Regions from separate parts of the Gossypium hirsutum genome. Here all the other regions are linked to region 3. The links are chromatin contacts, called in public Hi-C maps. All regions are on one chromosome and are shown on one strand. The core of a region is the stretch at or near the end of the contact, and the rest is flanking DNA. Distances in the headings are between cores, read along the strand shown. Region 1 holds the start of LOC107924562 (2-methyl-6-phytyl-1,4-hydroquinone methyltransferase, chloroplastic). Region 2 holds the start of LOC107923984 (phospholipase A1-Igamma1, chloroplastic). Region 3 holds the start of LOC107897854 (histone acetyltransferase GCN5).

Evidence for each region. Hi-C and Micro-C count contacts between places; a contact is called where the count stands out from the background.
Region 1: a Hi-C map of leaf shows a contact between it and region 3, with 2.1 times the contacts expected there. The contact joins the promoter of LOC107924562 here to the promoter of LOC107897854 in region 3. A contact is called at or near these places in 2 of 34 Hi-C or Micro-C datasets (both in leaf).
Region 2: a contact with region 3 is called in a Hi-C map of leaf, with 5 times the contacts expected there. The contact joins the promoter of LOC107923984 here to the promoter of LOC107897854 in region 3. A contact is called at or near these places in 12 of 34 Hi-C or Micro-C datasets (callus, hypocotyl, leaf and 1 more).

What each region holds. Positions count from the first base shown.
Region 1 is chrA11:14,475,793-14,480,141 of Gossypium_hirsutum_v2.1, forward strand. It overlaps LOC107924562 (2-methyl-6-phytyl-1,4-hydroquinone methyltransferase, chloroplastic), which reads right to left and starts at 2,598. Exons shown (of 4, transcript XR_001691797.2): 1 at 1,672-2,598; 2 at 1,005-1,311; 3 at 21-233. It overlaps LOC107923765 (a long non-coding RNA gene), which reads left to right and starts at 3,143. Exons shown (of 4, transcript XR_001691621.2): 1 at 3,143-3,326; 2 at 3,580-3,603; 3 at 3,844-3,973; 4 at 4,056-4,251.
Region 2 is chrA11:14,879,476-14,883,335 of Gossypium_hirsutum_v2.1, forward strand. It overlaps LOC107923984 (phospholipase A1-Igamma1, chloroplastic), which reads left to right and starts at 1,518. Exons shown (of 2, transcript XM_016854217.2): 1 at 1,518-2,998; 2 at 3,723-3,860. The coding sequence starts at 1,740.
Region 3 is chrA11:14,712,763-14,717,097 of Gossypium_hirsutum_v2.1, forward strand. LOC107897854 (histone acetyltransferase GCN5) reads right to left here and starts at 2,067. Exons shown (of 13, transcript XM_016823439.2): 1 at 1,205-2,067; 2 at 1,020-1,084; 3 at 725-805; 4 at 351-422; 5 at 1-22. The coding sequence starts at 1,807.

The DNA of each region.
Region 1 (4,349 bases), core at 1,348-3,847, 240 kb before region 3:
AGATGTCTTGCATTACATACGCTATGACTAGAGAAATATAGGCAATTTGGAAGGGCAGCAGCAGGTATGGCCGCTGTTTAGATTGGTTGACCTTCCGGCACAATTTGATCCTTCAACCACATATAGATAGGTACCAATACATAATACGTAGCTGCCATGGTACCCAGTATAAAGCGCAACAGGAATGTTAATGGGTTTATCGGTTTCGATACATCCTCTGCCTTCGGGCCAAGCTGAAAAGGAAAGATAAATGAGAAGCAAGAGAGTTTAGTAATAACACGAAATGGCCTCACGTCTACATGAAATGCTATTTTCTGAAAGTTTCACTATTACAAATACAATACAAGTACAAACAAAAGTCCACCCAATTACAATGTAGAATCAAACTAGTACGAAATATTCAGACCAAACCGGACAAAATTCACACATGGTAGGACTGGAAACCCACATATCGCAATTGCATATGGTGAACTCGAACTTAGATATTCAAAGACCCAAGACTTCCGCCTTAACCAACAAGCGGAGGCCTCATAGAAAAAAGGATTAAGTAACCTGCATTATCGAAGGATATTGTTTTGCACCACACACACAAAGTACCCATGTAGAATGTACTTGATACAATGACTTCATATTATGAAAGGAGGAGGGAAGGGGAGTGACTTATGTTTAGTTAATAGTTACCGAGGGGAAGAAAATTTAATATTTATAAACTGGTGATTGAGAGTTAATGCAGAGCAAACAGCAAAAGCAGAACCAGAATTTCAACAATATTGAAGACAAGGAGATTGAGGCAGTTCCAACAGAGTAATATAAGCTTATGATTATGAGTCCTTAAACTGGAGGCTAACATAGGGGAACTATGTACGATACCCTTACCTCAGATATCAAATCCTTTGCTCATAATACGGGATGTTCAAGATATACAATACATGCATGGTCAACAATAGAGAAAAAGTTCAACAAAATGATGCAGCGAGCCATTTCCCACATCAAAAAGTGATTACCTGCAAAGGAGAGTCCCCAGATGCAGGTTTGACACCAGTTACAGAGCACCCCATGATCAAACCATGTCTGCGAACTCCACGATACCACTTAGGGCCAATCCTTTTGAGTTGGACATCCTTAAATCCAGCCTTTTCAAACCACTCAATGTACTCTTCCTCCTTAGGGAAAAGCATCCAAACATCCGCAAAGAAGCGTGACAACCAGAATGTAGGGTACACAGGACCAATCAGACAAGCTTTTCCTCCTAGTTTCAACACCCTGTATGCTTCCTTGATGCCCCGTTGTGGGTCTGGCCAGTACTCTATGCTGAAAAACATAACAGCATGATCCCAATAAAACTTCATCAAGTTACCATCTCCCCACCTTTAAATTCAAAATAAATCATCCATGCAAACCAGCTAGCAAATTACCATATTTTATGATTATAGATTATGTACTCCGAGATGCCCCAATTGACAGTATCTTCTACAAAATCGTATCGTAGAGACAAGAACAATAAAACCAATCTATAATGACAAGGCCAATTAAGCCATCGTGCATAACAATTACAAAGAGCACCATCCAACCACAAACCCCCAAAATTTTGCATCTTATTGTGAAAACATGTAGTCAGTGCATTTCAAGCAAACAAATTCCAGTAACACCAAAAGAGTTGGAAAAATGTACCTGCCAGCAGACACATATCTGTCGGCATAATCAGTACGGAAGGGGAGATCTTCTGCATCACCTTCAATTATCCTGCACTCCTTCAGAGACTCCTTTTGCTTAGCCTTGGCAAGCTGGTGCGGAGATTGGTCGAGAATTGTAACGTTCTTAGCATCCACATGCTTAACGATACCCAAAGTAGTGAAACCAGTTCCACCACCAACATCTACAACAATCATGTTCCTGTTGTTAAGATCGGCTGGCTCAAGTGCATCATCCCTCATGTCTTCAGTCCAGTGACCAGGGTTTATCACATGGTCATATATAATTGAGAGGAACCTGTAGAACCAAAAAGCCTCCTTTTTGTGTTGTATGAATCTTGGTTGTGAAGCTGGCCTTGATGCTGATAAGCCGCACTTTGGAGCCATTGTTGTTCCTGGCCTGGAGATCCTCGCACTAGAGGCTAAACCCAAATTGGACAAGTGTTTCCCATGAAAACCTGACCCTAAAAAATCAATCCTATTTGGGGTTACCCCCCTAATGAGAGTGAAGTTTTCTGCTCCATTGAGCATGGAAGAAGCCATGGATTAAGCAAGCAAAAAAAAAAAAACCCACGATTTGAAAAGCTGCAATCTTTACTTGTTGAAAGATTTGAGCAAAATATCAATTACCAAGATAAACACCTTAAGGGTAAACGAGATTGGAGCAAAAAAAGGGTACCGTTTTGGGCTAGCTAGTTTTAGTATTTTAGCGTCTGGCTTTCTGCAACTTTGGTTGAGACTTAAAGGAAACGGACACCACAGCTTTTGGACTGGACTCTGCTCTCTGGCGGTTTCAGTCTGCAGGTTTGTTTATTTATTCTCTGTAATTAGAAATTGTTTGTAATTCTAGCTTGAATCAATTATTGTGCTTATGTTTGTGATTAGGAATTAATGGTTCAAATGTAGTGAAGTAAGAGAAGTAAATCAGCTGATGTTGGCTATACAATACGCTTATTTGTCAATCGTGGTTCGTGGACTCTTTACTCTCCTCATGTTCCTAATCCAATTTATATTTCCTTCTTTTTGTTTCATTTCTCCAACGACTTTTCTTCCTTTCTAATGAGAAATGAGAATGACGTATACATGAAAATTCTTTGAAAGAGATGATTTATGGTAATTTCATTTTCTCTTTTATAATCTTTCATTCCTTTCTTTTTCATTTTAAGTTTAAATTCATTTCCAAGAATTTTATGTAAATAACAATTGAATATATCAAATTCTTGTACCAAAAATAAATAAATCAACTTCTTGTCTAATATTTCAGTTAGCAATTTCCTTTTAAAAAAAAAATTTCCTAAATTTTGACAAAAAGGGCATAATTATAGTTATAAAATATACCTATCCATAGGTACAACTGTTAAAGATCCACTCAAAATTTAAAAAAATTCAGAAAAAAATATAAACTCAAAAATCAAACCCGTTTAAAAAATAAACATGAGTAAAAAAATTTTAACCCTGGGCCGGCCGAGATTTTTTCAACCTTATTCCCAGACTCCTCCCTATTCCTAATTCCCCTTTCTAATTTATTTGGCTATTGTTTTTAAAGTATCTCCATATTTCTTTAGCTTTATTTTTCTTTTTTCTTTTTTTCTTCTCTGGTCTCCCTGGTTTAAAACAAAAAAAAAAACATGGGAGGTACGCAAGAACCTTCTGTTCATTTATGATATATTCTTGCATATTGCTTCTTTTTTTTTTATTTTCATTTTGTTTGTGTTTTTGCAGCATTGGGTTCTCAAAGAATTTTAGAATATTCATATGTTTTTATGCTTTGATGTTATATGTGTATATATGTATATTGTGTGGATGCTTTGAGTTTAATTTTAAGGTTTATTTTCATAAAATAATTAGCATTTGATGATTTTCTTCTTCCTTTTTTGTGGGTTCTCAGGTACCAAAGATTCTGCTCGCTATGGTACTTTTGAATGCATCCTTTTTGGACATTTAGCCTTTGAGTCCCTCATTTGTTTATGTTTTGCAGCTTTGGGTTTATGTATTTATACTCATGTTTGATCTTTCTAGGCCTCTTTTCATATATATATATATATATATATGATGCATTTGTAATCATTGCTGTTTCTTGCCATCTTGTTCTTTAATTTCTTTTCATTCAATTTGTTCACACTATCTGTTTGTTAAAATTTTCCACTTGTAGTGGTGAAACACCAATTGACATCAAACTAACCAAGAAAGCCTCTGAAAGAGGAGATGGGAACCTTTTCGTTTTCGCAATATACGGAGACGGCAACATCGAAACGCTTTCGCCGACATGACTGCAACTTGTGGTAATCAAATCATTCATTTATTTGATATAGAAAAACATCAATGATCTTTGCTAAAAACATGTTGGTGTCACTTTTCGGATAGGTGAAGGAAGGTATGCAGAAGTTTATAAAGGGAAATTGAAAACTGGAAACCCCGTTGCGATTAAGCGGCTAAACCATGGTCCGTTGGAAGAGATGACCATCGATTTCTTATCTGAGCTCAGAATTGTAGTTCATGTTGATCATCCAAATATTGCTAAGTTGATTGGTTATATAATATATTTTTTAAATTTATTTTATATATATATTGAATTCAATATATAGTAATAAGGGTAGGTCCGAATTTAGCATATATAAAAAAGGTCGGATTTAAACAAAAATTAAGCTCCCTTTCAGG
Region 2 (3,860 bases), core at 268-2,767, 170 kb after region 3:
AAATAGTGGTCCTGAAACCACTATTCCGACTAAGCCCAAAATCGGGCTGTTGCAGATAAACCACAGGACTCATGTCGACACTTGTTTCTTTTGGCCAAAGCTCTCTGCATGCATGTAAACATGTGAAACCCCTCCAATTGCCTCTTTTCCACAACCTTACATCAATATTTTTTAATTCGGATTTATTCTTTGTTTTATTAGGGCTTGAGGCTTGAGATTATGTTTTTGACATTAAAATAATTTAAAATTTTAATAAAAATATAAATTACAGTTCAATTATTATATGCATCAACCACTTTGAATCTTATTTTTCCTCAATCGTCCTGTCATTATCGATCTTTGATAAATAAGTCCAAGTCATTATGTACGCTTAGTTATTTAGTATATTGTTCAAGTTGAAAGAAAATTAGATTGGTCAGAATAGTTGAAAATTGAAAAAATATAGTTAATTGGTAAAAGAAAAAATTGAATAAAATGGGTAAAAGGTCTGTTTTAGATTTTCTTTCCAGCAATGAGATTTACTCTCTTTTTTTTTTGGTTTAATACTTAATATTATATTAATTTTTTTATTAAACTGACTTTAAATTTTAAACAAGGAAAAGAAAAAGGTGTTGGTGATATTTAAAAAGTGATTATAAATTTTATAGTGATATATAGTTGCGTTAAATTTAATAATGTATATACATAGCATTGTATTGAATTATATATGTTTACACTGCAACTTGCAAGAATATGTGTTCAATTTCTTACTCTTTATATACTTGTTTACATATATCTATCTTTAACTTATACATAATCTATTTTATAAGTACGGGCTAGAAGCACCCAGAAATAAAAAAGCACTACTCAATATCGATTTGAATTAGCCCATCCTCAATGGTAGGTAGAATTTGTATACAAAATTTAGAGTATATTTGTACTGTAGGGAGTAATTGAATAAAAATTTAATTATTAGAGTAATAATTATACTTTGTTTTAGTTATAAAGAATTGTAATTCTTCAAATGTGTTTTAATAACAAAGTGTAATTATATTGTAATTTCCTATGTCATGTTTGGTAGTACACATTGTAATTACATTGTTGATTTGGGGAAGACTAAAAATTTCACTTGAGGCTCGACCCATTTAAAAAACGGGTCTTATTTTCTTTTTCAAGTTCACTTTTTAGACTTATATATTTTTATTCAAATCTTCTCGCTTTTAGAACAAGTCTTTGAACTTGAGTGAATAACTTAAACTATGAATATGTTTAGGTTTAGGTACAACTATGAGGTTTGTAGTTAATATTTTAATTCAATTAAAATTTTATAAAAATATTATTCTGTAATTAAATTAAATTATTTGAGAATATTTTAATTTTTTTATTTAAAAAACTGATGTTCATTAAGTGCTTTATACCTAAAACAAAATTTGAAGTTTACTTGTCATGGATGAGGCCAATTCACGGACGAAAGATTTACGCGTTGGGAGGGCGGTCCCTGGAAGGGTGTTCCGTGCTAGACTAAATGAAAAATTTTCCTGAAAGGGAGTTCCGTCCTTTCTCAAAGAAAATACAAATACAGAAATGGTTGAAGGTATCACATGATATATTTATTTGCATGAAACTTGATGATGCCGAGAACTTTCTTGAAACCTAAAACTAGTTAAAGTTCACCAACACCATTGACCAAAATAGTTAAAGCTCACCTCTATCCTACATATTAAAACCTCCCCCGTTTCATCCAAAGCTTGCTACCTTCAATGGCCATTTCTCTATCCAAAACCTTTCTTTCCATTGCTCATCAGGTTTTTCCGTCTGAAAAATGCCGTCCGGTGTCGTTTTCAGGCCGGGAACCTCAGCTTCAACGTACTACAAGTATGGGATTTGCCACAAGGTCGCTTAGGATGCCTAGGGTTTCGTCTAAAACAAGCGGCTCCTTGTTCTCTTCCATCGACGAACTCGACAAGGAAACACGAGAAGAAAGACGAGTGGCGGATGTATGGAGAGAAATCCATGGCGTGGATGACTGGGTTGGGATGTTAGATCCTATGGACCCTCTTCTACGGTCGGAGCTGATTCGATATGGCGAGATGGCACAAGCCTGTTACGATGCTTTCGATTTCGACCCATTTTCCAAATACTGTGGAAGTTGCAGGTTCACGCCCCGTCAGTTCTTTGACTCCCTAGCCATGGCGGACCATGGTTACGTGGTCTCCAGGTACATCTTCGCAACATCCAACATTAACCTTCCCAATTTTTTCAAGAAATCTCGGTGGCCCAAAGTGTGGAGCAAGAGTGCGAATTGGATAGGCTACGTCGCTGTTTCCAACGACGAAATATCCAAACGCTTAGGCCGTCGCGACATCGTCGTCGCTTGGAGGGGAACCGTGACCCGCCTGGAGTGGATTGCGGATTTAATGGATTTCCTCAAACCCATTTCTTCGAACAAAATCCCATGCCCCGATTCAACAGTAAAAGTAGAATCAGGCTTCCTCGATCTCTACACCGACAAAGATGTGAATTGCCGCTTCTGCAAGTTCTCAGCGAGGGAACAAATTTTAACCGAAGTGAAAAGGTTACTCGAAATCTACCAGCTTGAAGAGCTAAGCTTAACAATAACTGGTCACAGTTTAGGCAGTGCCTTGGCAATTCTCAGCGCATATGATATCGTGGAAACGGGTCTAAATGTGCTGCAAGATAGCAGAGCTGTCCCAGTGAGCGTGTTTTCCTTTTCGGGTCCTAGGGTAGGTAACGTGAGGTTCAAGGAACGGATGGAAGTGCTGGGAGTTAAAGTGTTGAGGGTGGTGAATGTGCATGACATAGTCCCTAAATCCCCAGGATTGTTCTTCAACGAAAACGTGCCACTATTGTTGATGAAGATGGCTGAGAGGTTGCCCTGGAGTTACTCTCATGTCGGAGTTGAACTGTCTTTGGATCATAAAAACTCGCCATTTCTAAAAGAGACGGGCGACCTTAGTTGCGCACATAATTTGGAAGCTCTTTTCCATTTACTTGACGGGTTAGTTTCTTATGCTTAAACCATAGTTGAATATGAACGTGTTACTTAGTGGTCCTGCACTGCAGGTTTTACGCTTTTAGGTTTTCTTTTAACCTCGTCGTCACCTAACAAGTTATTGGTCATTTTCCAGGATTTGAAAACAAAACAACAAACACATCTAGAAATTGAGTGCACCCCTCGTTTTCACAGTAACTATAATTGAAATGAATTCCGTTTTAAGTTTTTATGACCTGCAGGAACCGTTTTCCCCTAAACTATGATTGAATTGAGTTGCCATTTCTATCAGGGACAGCTCATAATGAATAATTGTGCTGCAAGCATCGCATGCTCAGTATTCTAAGCACTAGACTATTATCTTATAATCCCAACCTTAAATTGACTGGGACCAATTTTGCAATCAATAATCACACAAATATCTATCAGTGGTGGTAGTATTATTATATAAGCTTGGACGATTGTCTACAGAACCAACCTTTTTTTTTTATATACTTCAAGAATTCAGATGCCTTTTTAGTTCTTAAGCCATCTCTTTGACCCAATATAATTAATTTGTTTCAGATTTGACTAATATATCTGACCTGAAAGATAAATTACCAATGTGAATGATTTTAACAGGTTTTCTTCACTCGTAATAAAATATAAGCAGAAAGGACTAAAATTAATTAAGACCATTATTTTTTATTAAATATTAGCTGCTTCAATTTAATGCTTAATTGGTTTGCAGGTACCATGGAAAAGGCCATAGATTTGTGCTGGCAAGTGGAAGGGACCCTGCTTTGGTGAACAAGGCAACTGACTTTTTGAAAGATCATTATTTGGTTCCACCATATTGGAGGCAATATGAGAACAAGGGGATGGTAAG
Region 3 (4,335 bases), core at 817-3,316:
AGCTATTTCACCGAACTTTTGGCTGGTATTACCAGGAAAACAAGCATCAGTGAATAGAACATATGAAGCATTAACATCATCAAAAGAAATTTCTAAGGTTGAAATAATAGGTGTTAGAATTGTCCTGTAACTGTTGAATGAGATGAACAGGCAGACTGTGATAATGTCATCACTCATTCCCTTAAGAATCTCAAATTTTAATTATAATACAGGAGTAGAACTCAATATTAGGGAAGGCACACTAGAACAAAATTTACCAAAGAAGAAGAAATGAGCCAAAATAGGAAAATACACTGAATAGGGAACTGAAAATTGATTCACTCACAATAACATAAGACCAGGAATCTTACTTGACATATGGACGATATGTGATGCCACCAACAACCTGATTACGTCTGATAACCATCACAGATTTATGGCTTCTACAAAATCCAAAGTAAGAAGAACTGAGACCTTAAAATGCACAAAAGCTGATGATTTCATTACCAAGCAAATTTGAAGGTCATTTCATTAAAGAAGAACAATAAGCCAGCTAGAAGCAGCAGGAGGATTAATCAAGATATTCAAGAATCAAAATTGGGCTTATGTCATGTGTTCAAAAATGTCAACCAGCAACTCATATATTAAGATGACTGAATGTTTGACCCAAACCAATAAAGAAATCCATAATAAAACGAGGTCTTTCATCTTAAAGTGTGTGCTTCTAAAGTGTCTATCTTGATACCTGTCCATAACAAGGCGAACAATATACTCTTTAGGCATGTTGGGTAGTTGTCTTCCAAATATGTTCTTCAACCCAATCAACCTGAGTATCAAAAAATATATATATAGCTTAATTTTCCATCACCAGTTCACAAAGTTAGTATGGTGAGTTGCAAGAAATCCAAAACCAAAACACCCTACCCCATAGTCATAAATGGCTACTAATAACTAAAGAAACCATGCATTATCGAAGATTTTACAACATCATCCAGAGAAAAAAACGTAACATGAATGCTTAAAAGAGAGAATTTAGATACCAAACCATATGCTCATCAACACCGTCGTTTGAATAGCAAACAAACTTAAGCCTTCCCGCTTCCTCCTGAAATTGATTTTTTGTTTTTAATATATACATCGTAATTCAAGAGAAAAAACAACCTATTGGGGCAAAGAAATTGCGTTCAGGTTTTATCATCACAACTCAAAACGTTGGATACTTTACCTCTCTTTTCAAGCTCTCTTCTCTAGCACTATAAGCTCCACTAGTCTGTATATTCTCAGTAAATATCTTAACGTCTTCCTTGGTTGAAATCCCAGCTATTGAGCTCCCACCTGCTGCGGCAGCACCCGTGGGCCCAACTGGTGCTGAACCAGGGGCTGCACCGTCTTTCCCTCCATCGGCACTCTCTAGCTTGACAGTGGAATTCTCAGTCTTGAGCTTCGTGTTCCGACCCGAACCAGAGCCGCCCCCGCCAGACTCTAGGCGAGCAGTCGTGAAAGTGCGGATGGAGGAATCGTTTTCGTGGTCGAAGTCGTCCTCGTCGTCGTCTACGACGGCGTCCTCTGAGTCGTCAGCATCAGAATCGGAGTCGGCGCCCCGCGCAGAAATACTCTCGAGGTCGTCATTGGATGTCAAAGCGCCGTCGCGAGTGTCGGCGGAGAAGGATGACGGAGGGAACGAGGAAGGAGGCGCGTGGTCCTCGGACGCGGCTGCGGCGAGTTTGCGCTTGTGGAGGGAGGAAGTAGCAGAGGCTGAGGCAGAGTGAGATGGGGATGGGGTCTGGGAGCTACGAGAGCGGTTCGGCGCGGTTAAGTGCGAATCCATCTATGGAAACTCGAACTGAGTCAACTCGATCCAATTAGGGTACCTTTTGAAGGGTAACGCTAGGTTTTGCAGAGGGAAGAGAAGAAAAAAGAAGCTCAATTGAATGTTATTCTCAGATACACTAACTTGCCGGTATCGAAGTCTACATTTCGCGGAGGCGGTGTCGGTTCTCCCCCTTTCCTGGGTTTGGAATTCGTCAATAGGGTTTTGTTACAGTTGGCCAAAACGTTGGGGTCAATAATTATCTATGAAAATTAAATTAAGGACTAAATTCCTAATTTGTAAAGAGTATAAGGACTTGTGGTAGATTTTAACCAATGAATAAAAATGTTTGGTTTGTAAGGGTTTTTTTTTTTTTTGGCCAATAATCGAATTGGGTATTAATTCGTTTAATTCTTTTAATCTGATGAAAAATTATTAAAAATTTAAAAAATAAAAAATTCAATTTAAGCAATTTATATCAATTCTCCTCTCTAAATTAATACACTATTACTTACTAATATAATCCTATTCAAAATCCACTATATTTCATTACTGTAAAAGACCAAATATAGAAGTAGATTCCCAACACATACAACCATAGAGAACTATAAATAAAATAAAATCCTTAATAGACAACAATTGAACAATAATGGTAACTTTGTTTTAATTACCCACTACCTGAAAATTAAATCATAATTAATACGAATAATTTAAATATTCAGATTTAATTTTCAATACAATATAATTATTTAATATTTTTATTTGATTTGATATGATTATTGATTTAACATTCATAGATTACATACGCAAATAATTATATTTATAAATAAAATATAAATTTTTTTATTAGTACAAAAGAACCGAATAATTAAAATTTTATTCATACAATGAACTTGAGATCGAAATTTCTATTATAAAATGATATCAAATCAAAGTTCATATCAGATCAAAGTTTACATGTAAATTTAAAATTTATCTCTAATTCTTATATATAAATTAAAACCCAAAACCTAAATATATTATATTATCCTAATCAACCTAAACATAAAAGTTATCATTTAAAAATGAAAGAAAAAAAATGATAAACTTAGAATTTTCATTAATGTCAAAAATATTTAAAGCAACTTAAAATTTAATAGTACAAAATAAGATAATCAACCCAAATAGCTTGCTAGGTTGGAAAGATATAAAGAAACTCAATAAAATTTCGAAAGAAATTAAAAGGAGATATTCGATCTTGATGGAGATCCGCTTCTGAGTTGATTCCGATGGTGTTCTTCGAGTGTTTTCTTCGATATTCTCTGATGGCTCCCTTATGTCTTCTTCTATTTGGTATTTATGGAGTTTAGAATGCTAGAAAGCCTAAAAATTGTATTTTTTCGCATATTTGGGAAGCAGGGTGTGAAATCGATACGGGTTGGCACATGGGCGTTTGTTCAGCCATGTAGAAATGCCCAAGCCGTGTGGCTCCCGAAAACAGCTTTATTTGTCCAATTTTGGCTCATTTTTTGCTCCTTTCGCTCCTAAATGCTCTCCTAAGTATAGAAACATGAATTTAAAGGATTAGGAGCATCAAATTCACTAATTTGCATAATTAATCATCCAAAAATACATTAAGAATAAGATTAAAATATGTTACTTCTATATCTTATCACTTATAGATAACCCCTTTGGTATAGCTTAATTGGTTGTATCTTTTCTTATCTTTCACCAAAAAAAAAAATCATCAATCCAAACATTAAAATGAAAATAAAACATTTAAAACCAATAAACCCATGAACCAAATCATTCCAAAATGCTCTTTTGGCATCAAGATCTTACCTTTAATGTTGCTTTTAACATCCATAATTTCACTTATTTTCAAACGAAAATCTCTTAACAATTATTTTTGCTATACTATACACTAAACCAAATCAAAGATCATTAAAAGATTAGAAATTGGTGATAAACATGTATTATATTTATTATAAATATAGCATGATAGCTAAAATGCTGATAATTATGAAACAACTTTTATTTAGTAAAATAATACAAAAAAATTATAACTAGTTAAAATTATTTAAAGTAATTAATTTCAAATGGCACATGCATTTGAGATTCTTTGCCAGAGTGGTAAGCGAGAAATTATTTTATGAACCATTTCCACTACATCATTCATGGTCCCACTTAATTAAAAAAAACACACACACACACACCATCTTTGATTTGAAAGCTTAGTCCAAATGTACATATGATATGGAAAAAAAGAAGAAGAGATAATATGTATTCTTTTAATTGGCCAGGACTATGGATAATGTGATAGAAAGAGTCCATAAAATAATTTCTCATGGTAAACACATTAATTTATAACTATACTTCCAAAAAAGACTAGTGAGACTTAAAATGGCAGTTTTAAAACATTTGAAATGTAACTTTCATGAAATTGGGCAGGACCATGAATGATGTGGTGGAAATAGTCCATAAAATAATTTCTCATAGTAAACACATTAATTTACAACTATACTTCTAAAAAAGACTGGTGAGACTTAAAATGGCAGTTTTAAAAC